Regions from separate parts of the Mus musculus genome. Here region 1 is linked to region 2. The links are chromatin contacts, called in public Hi-C maps. All regions are on one chromosome and are shown on one strand. The core of a region is the stretch at or near the end of the contact, and the rest is flanking DNA. Distances in the headings are between cores, read along the strand shown. Region 1 has its middle 29 kb from the start of Diras2. Region 2 has its middle 41 kb from the start of Gm33116.

Region 1 (3,762 bases), core at 842-3,341, 230 kb before region 2:
AATGCTAGGGAATGACATACACACACACACACACACACACACACACACACACACACACACACACATATACATGATATACATATACAGATTATTAGGATTATTAGGAGATATATATTTTACTCAAGCCACACACACACTGTGGCATGACATAGAGAGCTACAGAGAGTCAGGTTACCCCATGCATCGTCTGGGTTTTTATGTGGCTGTCTGAAGATCTAAACTCGGGTCTTTGCACTTTGCTGACTAAGTCATCTGTCCAGCCCTGCACTTCAGATGTTTAAGGGTTGATCTGGCTGCCATGGTGTGGACCTGCTGCTCTGCCAGCCCCAGCCACATGGCCTTGGGGGAATTAAAGGTTCTGAGCCTGTATTGGACAGTAACAAGCTCCCCTGGAGGGTTCCTGGGAAATTTTCCTCGTTGCTCCTGGCCCTGGGTGGAAGTAGGGGCTGATGCCTCAGGCATGGACAGGGGAGGGAGAAGGAAGGTGAGACACCGACTAATCAGCAAGGAAACCAGTTCTGCACACTCGCTTCCTTCAGGTAATTAAATAAGGACAAACCCCCTAGCAATTGCTTCTGGACTTGGGTTCTGCCACCTGTCCATTCTTCTTACTCCACAGACTGTTAAATAAAGCCTGCTTTTTAAAAAATCCAGTAAACAGACCAGAAATGATAGTCCTGACTCTGCTGCTGACCGAGTGACTGTGGTTGGCTTCTACTCTGTGCTTCTGCAGAAGGGGCATGAATCTGCAGGGTGGGCATGGGATTCATTTAATGCAATACCCAAAGCGCTGGGTGCTGGCTTGCCACATCTGAGCCTTCCGTGGAAGCAAGCATACATATGATAGGGAAGGTCTGCAGTGCAGAATTTGTTCTGTGCAAATACAAAGGTGCAGAAACTTTCCCATTTTAGAAGTCTTTTGAACAGCTTTTTGGTCATGCTGTCTGCACTCCATGCCTTCCAGTTCCCGTCTGCCTTTCAACCCGCCCTCCCCATTTCACAATCAATGATGCTTTATCCAGCCTTTCCTATCTATGAGTGGGTCCCATTGGTTTCCCCAGAGTGTAAAGATATTCTGGTTGCTATTTATCAGACTCCCCTGAGCAGATGAAGTGTTACAAAGGGATCTAGACTCAGGAGCATCCCATCCCAGCATCAAGAGATGTCCTTCCAGTCTTAATTATATAAGATGCATGCACACACACACACACACACACACACACACACACACACACACACACAGAGAGAGAGAGAGAGAGAGAGAGAGAGAGAGAGAGAGAGAGAGACATACACATACATGCACACACTTGTAGGCATGTCTGACAGCATGGAGGTTCATGTATTCCTAGATGGCAAGACACTATTTTCACACTAGTCATCTCCAGGCATCATTGGTGACTTAATCAAAGAAGACTTAAATTAGACTTACAAAACCAAGACTACATATGTACACATATATTATATGCATATTCACACACACACACACACATACATCACACACACATCACATGAACAAAATGTTTTAATGGAAAAGTTTCCCTGCTAGAGCTTAATTAAGCCAAGTAAGGACTTAGATTCCCCAGAACACTCAGAGAATTGAAGACTCCTCTTAATTGAGTTTTTTTTTTCCTAATCACCTTTGAGTAAATGAGCCTTGCAATGTGTTTGGAACAGGGCCGCTGATTCCTGTTGGAGGTAGTACACAGCCTTTTCAGGGAGAGAGAGAGAGAGAGAGAGAGAGAGAGAGAGAGAGAGAGAGAGAGAGAGAGAATGAATGAATAATCTTAGGACTATGGCTGAGGCAGAGTCATCTGCCAAATCCTTCAACTATGGTTGGAAATGATGAAGCATCTCTTTAAATTGAAGAAGCCCACCAACTACATAACAGCCCTGCGCTGTCCCCGAGTGTGCCTTCCACATGCAACATCCTCCAGAGAAAGAGATTCTCCAGGCCAGAAGCTGGAGATGGCACCCAGCCAGCCAGCATCAAAACCCAAGCCTTCTTTTCCTTTTCTGGCTGCCAGGCTGGGCTTTCCACTAATGGACGAGGACTCATCTCCGGCACGTGGTCTGGGATCGCTCTGCTGGGATCTGTCTTTTTTAGGTCACATTTTTACTGCTTCTCGTTACACTCCAAACTCCGGGCTGTCTGCTTCCATTCACACATAGCCCAAAATAGCAGCTCTCAGGAAGCACTAAATATAGGAAGCTTCAGACTGCCATTTACCTTCCCATTAAAGAAGCCTTCCTTTTGAGTTCTCTGTGGAGATGGCGTGTGGTGGGCTCCTGCTCCCAGTGCAAGAGCAGACTTCCCCCTCCTCATGCCAAAATTACCCTTGCTCCAGATACTGGGTCAGCCAGGACCGAGGGACATAAGTGAGGGATGGAGTCTTCCTGAAGGTCCTTACCCTCCGTCAGCAGCAGCAGAGACTGTAATGGGCATTGGGTGTCATCCCCCAGAAGGCCCATGAAGTAGAAATCTCCTAGATAAGAGCTGGGGGTGATGGTGGTGGTGAGATTTTTTTTTTTAGTAGGGTATGGTTATGAGGGTCTCCTTGTCTGACAACCCAGGGGACCTGGGGATTTTTGTCTGTATTTTTCCAGCTTGGTTACAGGTAATGGAGTCACAGTAGACAGCCCACAGGCAGAAGGCAACAAGAGAAGAATGACTGTTGGGTAGGTCATTATTCCATAGGGGAGCTTTGCAGGATCCCTGGCTTTATCCTACCACTCTACTGCTTTCTTTGGCATTGTTAACGTGGTCATCTCCTCATCTGCTGGAAAAGAGCATCAGCTATAGAACTCACAGGTCCCAACTCAAATTCCTAATTCCTATTCTGGAAGGGTGAGAATGGGCAACACAGCAGACTGTCCACTCATTATCTGCTTTATCGTCTCTGTGCACAAAACCATGTGAGTGTGGGCCACACCTCCTCCTTATCTGCAAATTCTGCATGCTGAATATTCAATACAAAATCTAGTCACAGTGACACACACCTGTAATCCAGGCGCTTGGGGGATAAGGCAGGGGGGGGGTCATCAATTGGAGGCCAGTGTGAGCTACACAGAGTGAGACCCTGTCTCAAAATTACATCCTGAGAGAAAGAGAGAGAGAGAGAGAGAGAGAGAGAGAGAGAGAGAGAGAGAGAGAGAGAATGGTCTGCTCATGTGTGCCATCCAGACTCTCCCCTATATGGATAGTGCTGCCCACTTGGAAGGGACTCTTGCATAACCAGTTCTTTGACCTAGTATGCAAGCATCTCCTGAAAGCATTTTTACAGACACCCCAAGAGGACTATATTCCCAACCCTTTCAGCATCTCTCAATCTGGTCAAAATATCATCACAGCTGGAAACTCAAATTGTTTTTCTGTTAGATTGTACCCACCTAGAATCCATAATTTTTTTTCCATTTTTATTAGGTATTTAGCTCATTTACATTTCCAATGCTATACCAAAAGTCCCCCATACCCACCCACCCCCACTCCCCTACCCACTCACTCCCCCTTTTTGGCCCTGGTGTTCCCCTGTACTGGGGCATATAAAGTTTGCTAGAATCCATAATTTTAACTGAGATATTCGTTTATAAAGAAAAGTCAGAAGTCAATGTAGAGTAGGATACGGGACACCCTAGGTGTGAGAATAAGAAACAGGACCTCATGTAGTAAGACAAGGCTGGCACCTGCATGCGGGCCACTCCTCTCATTGTGGCACATTGCATACCCACTAGGCTTCAGTTATTTCCAGTTTCTACACAATATCC
Region 2 (4,058 bases), core at 1,109-3,608:
TGCTGTTGTTTCCAGATTTTGGTGGTTTCTGTTTATTTTATTATGTTTGTTTTGTTTTGTTTTGGAGACAGGTTTTTCACAGCCTAGCTTTGAACTCATGCATAGCCCAGGCTGACCTGACTTTGGTGGGTTGTGTGCTATGTCAGCACACACACCCATACCCCACAACACACAACCCACCATGTTAGGTCACCATGCCCAACTGAAGCATTAAGGTAGAAACACTGATCAGATGAAATAAGAAGGAGTAGAATGAAGGATCAGCAAAAGGGGGTATGAGGTCATCAGCAGAGAAGGCTGGGTTACATGAGGAGGCAGGAAAGCGGCTGTGAGGGGGCGGCAGTAGCTGAGGGAACCCACTCCCACCCTCAGCAGGAGGACACTGAAATAGCTACATGGCTCACTGCCATTGGAATCAAGTAAAGAAAAGAGACAGGGTCACACCACCTGCATAAGTGATAAAGTGAGAACCCGCACAGCAGAGGTGACCCAGCAGGCTGTCCCTAGTTGCCTCTGGATCCCCACTGAGCCTCACAGAGAGGCCTTCCGTGCAAATTAGGAACCCAGAGAACCAGCTTCCCCACCGCACCCCACCCCCCCCCCCCACACACACACACCCGTACATAAAAGGATCGCTGGACCCCTCTGCTCATGAGAATCATGGGCAATGTATATGTGCTAGAAATCGACTTCCTGAACCCACTCTGGGCTCTGGGTTGAACAAAGGTGGAGAGGTAGTGTGAGTCAGGTCTTGCACGCGGACATTTCCCTAGCACTCTGTTGCTAAGTAGACCTATATCACACAGCGCAACCCTCTGAATCGGAAAACTTGTTTTAGTGCGCCCCCTACCTGTAAGGCTTAGAAAGAGCAGTGGTGTGAAGCTGACTCTCAGGGAGCTTGACATCTGGGAAGGAATCACTTAAATTCACAAAAAAAAATCACCTTTTGTCTGGGGTCAGTGTGTGACCATGACCTAGGTGCAAAACCTGACCTTCCAGACTGTAGATAGAGGTCAGAAATGTGACAGTCACACCAGGGTGAAGTCCAAACAGGCAGGTACCAGAATGAGTTCTGAAGACACATAAAGAAGACAGACAGAAGAAAGCTACCCTGAAAACAGCTGCCCCTGGCCCACTGCTGTGTCAGCACACACCCCCACACCCCACAACACACAACCAACCTGTACTCGCGTCTTCCAATCTGTGGGTTTATGGGCTGGCTTCTTCCACATTTCCCTGCTCTACCAACAAGCTCAAAGTGTTCAGGATCTGTGTCTGGTGCCTAGAGCATTGGCAGGCACTCCCAGAATCTCTAGGAACCCACTGCATGTTATAAATGAAGGGTATACCACCACCTCTGCAGCTCTTTCCAGCCCGGTTACTCAAACAATCTGCTCCTGGCGTGTCTCCCTATGGGCTAGAGACAACTAGCAGAGACAGAGACAGGCAAACCCGAACTCCAGAGGACAGGCAAGCCACATAAGCTGTCACGGTCCAGTTACTTTCTGCTCTTCCAAAGCCAGTCCTGCCTACACATCAGCTTCCTGCAACGAAGGTCTGGGATGATCGCTCAGGTTGAGAAAGCGCTTGCCACCCAAGCAGGAGAACCTGAGTTCAATCCCCCAACATGGTATAAAAAGTCAGGGGCACCATTGTAGCCTTGTAATCCCAGCACTGGGGGTGGGGGATGGGGGTGGGAATTGGCAGATCCTAAGACTTGCTGGTCACTCTACCCACTGTCATCAGAAAACCCCAGGTCCCAGTGAGAGACCCTGTCTCAAAAGCAAGGGATAGGGATAGCTCAGCAGTTGCAGAGGACCCAGGTCCGGTTCCAGCACCCACATGGTGGTTCATAAATACCCCTAACTATGGTTTCAGGGGAATGCCCTCTTCTGGCCTCCAGGGGCTCCTTCGTGCACATGGGGCACAGGATCTCATGCCAGCAATTATGCATGCACATAAATGAATAAATCTTTTTTTTTAAATTAAAACCCAACGTGGGTGGCTCCTAAGGGATGACCTTTGACCTCTCTTTGTACAGCTGTACACATGCCTTCAATCACACAAGTGCACTTGCGCACACACACACACACATACACAATACACATATACATGTATACCCATACATGCACTCATAACTCAATTAATACAGGAAATATAAGATTTCCCAGAGTGGGTCAAGCTGTTCATCACGGTAGGGATTTCTCTGGGTGTCTTTCTGTGCTCATTGTTGCTCAGTAATCTCACCCTCTGGCCCCATTTTCCATGATCCCACTCACGTGATGAAACTGCATCCCTGAGGCTGTTAACTTAGCTCCTGCTAATATGCCATCAGGAACCGTGCCTGGCACAAAGGCAGAGGTCAATAAAGACCCATCACCTGTGAAGTTACAGGTTGGCAAGACTGTTCTTGACAGAGCTTATCAGTTCCCCACATCCCACCTCAAGTCTTTCCGTAAACGGACACCTTTTGTTCCCCCCACCCCATGCCACCCCTACCTCTGCTTGGTAACCATTCTCCACACTATGTGAGAAATCTCAGCAGTTCACAGTGAGCCTCCTCCATCATCCCACCAACCCTCGGCAGAGACGAGTCTTCCACTTTCCATCACAGAAATCCACCCCCGGAGAAATCCTAGAATAGCAGGAAACCTACACGCCATCTTCCCCCAGGCTTAAAATCCACACGGCATCTGTGGAAGCGACGGCAAAGTTTGTCCTTCAGCGTGTTTGTTAGATTTATTTGTGTTAGCGGGAGGGGTGCAAAGAACAAGTGGAGAGTCAGAAGGGACCTGGCTCTCTATGTTAGGTCTCTCCCTTGGGGTACAACTCAGTTGTTAGGCTTAACTGGAGGCCTCTTTCCTTGCTGAGCCATCTACCCAGCCCTCAAAGTTCATGTTTCAAATGCAGAGGTGGCATCATTGGGGCTTAGCACAGAGGGCTTTGATTCCTTCTGTTGCGGAGTGAAGAAACACCCAACACCAACCACGCCGATTGCTAGTGTGTTCTCGGTTGTGATGAACTAATTAAAGCTTTCCAAGTAGCAGCTGGAGAGGTGGCTTAGTGGTTAAGAGCACATGCTTCTCTTTCGAAGAAACCAGAGTTCAGTTCCCAGCATCCCTATCACGCTGCCCATTACTGCCTATAATTCCGGCTCCCGGGTATGTGGTTTCCCCTTCTGGTCTCCGCAGGCACCTACCTGCCTTCAGTTGTGTAAACTCACACACAGGTATGCCACACATATAAGCATATATAAAATAAATCTTTCAAACAAACAAAACTTTTCAAGTAAGCTGGTCCAAAGTCACATAGGGCAAGAATAGAAAGGGTTTTGATTATTTTCTAAGGCATGTGTGATTTTTGTTCAGGGTGTGGCTCTGCGTTCTGCCCGGCTGCTGGGCATGGCCACTGGGGAGGCAAAATTTTGAGAGCTTGACTGTGATTATCCCACACTGTTGTGGTCAGGTGTTGGGTTTAAGAAAAACACAGAGCACGGCTCAGGGGGTGGGAAAACACAGTCTGAGAGTGGGGAGAAAGCCAAAGCTGGTATTTCCTGACTTCCAGGGCTCCAGTTGCCTTAGAGAACTGCACAGAGAAGTCAGGAACAAAGTGTCCGGGGTCCCCAGGTCTGCGATGAGGCCAGGGCCTGTGGTGGTTCCCAGACATCAGACATCCAAGCATCAATGGGAGTCGAAGAGCTGAGAGCGAGCCTAGGGCTGGGGGAGGGGGTGGGGAGGATGTCTTAGTCAAGAGTTTCTATTCCTGCACAAAATATCATGACCAAGAAGCAAGTTGAGGGCAGGGGAGAGTTTACTCAGCTTACACTTCCACACTGCTGTTCATCATCAAAGGAAGTCAGGACTGGAACTCAAGCAGGTCAGAAAGCAGGAGCTGATGCAGAGGCCATGGAGGGACGTTACTTACTGGTTTGCTTCCCCTGGCTTGCTCAGCTTGCTTTCTTATAGAACCCAGGACTACCAGCTCAGGGATGGCACCACCCACAATGGACCCCCCCCCCCACCCTTGATCACTAATTGAGAAAATGCCTTACAGCTGGA

What was found. A called contact is a pair of places that touch in the nucleus more often than the background predicts.
Region 1: a contact with region 2 is called in a Hi-C map of cerebral cortex, with 5 times the contacts expected there. The contact joins two enhancer-like sites. A contact is called at or near these places in 1 of 15 datasets of contacts at CTCF or cohesin (pro-B cells), 7 of 484 Hi-C or Micro-C datasets (bone marrow-derived macrophages, cerebral cortex, cortical neurons and 2 more), 8 of 115 datasets of contacts at active chromatin or transcription factors (the NIH/3T3 cell line, bone marrow-derived macrophages, embryonic basal ganglia and 5 more) and 1 of 9 other capture datasets (bone marrow-derived macrophages).

The regions. Positions count from the first base shown.
Region 1 is chr13:52,500,155-52,503,916 of GRCm38.p6, reverse strand. No RefSeq gene overlaps it. Among named protein-coding and RNA genes, the nearest start is that of Diras2, 29 kb to the left of the region's middle. Within about 2 kb of position 2,091, at least 32 of the 459 cell types and tissues checked have an H3K27ac peak or open chromatin away from gene starts, as enhancers often do. A contact at or near this core is called in cerebral cortex and cortical neurons, where this site is marked.
Region 2 is chr13:52,272,626-52,276,683 of GRCm38.p6, reverse strand. No RefSeq gene overlaps it. Among named protein-coding and RNA genes, the nearest start is that of Gm33116, 41 kb to the right of the region's middle. Within about 2 kb of position 2,358, at least 27 of the 459 cell types and tissues checked have an H3K27ac peak or open chromatin away from gene starts, as enhancers often do. A contact at or near this core is called in cerebral cortex and cortical neurons, where this site is marked.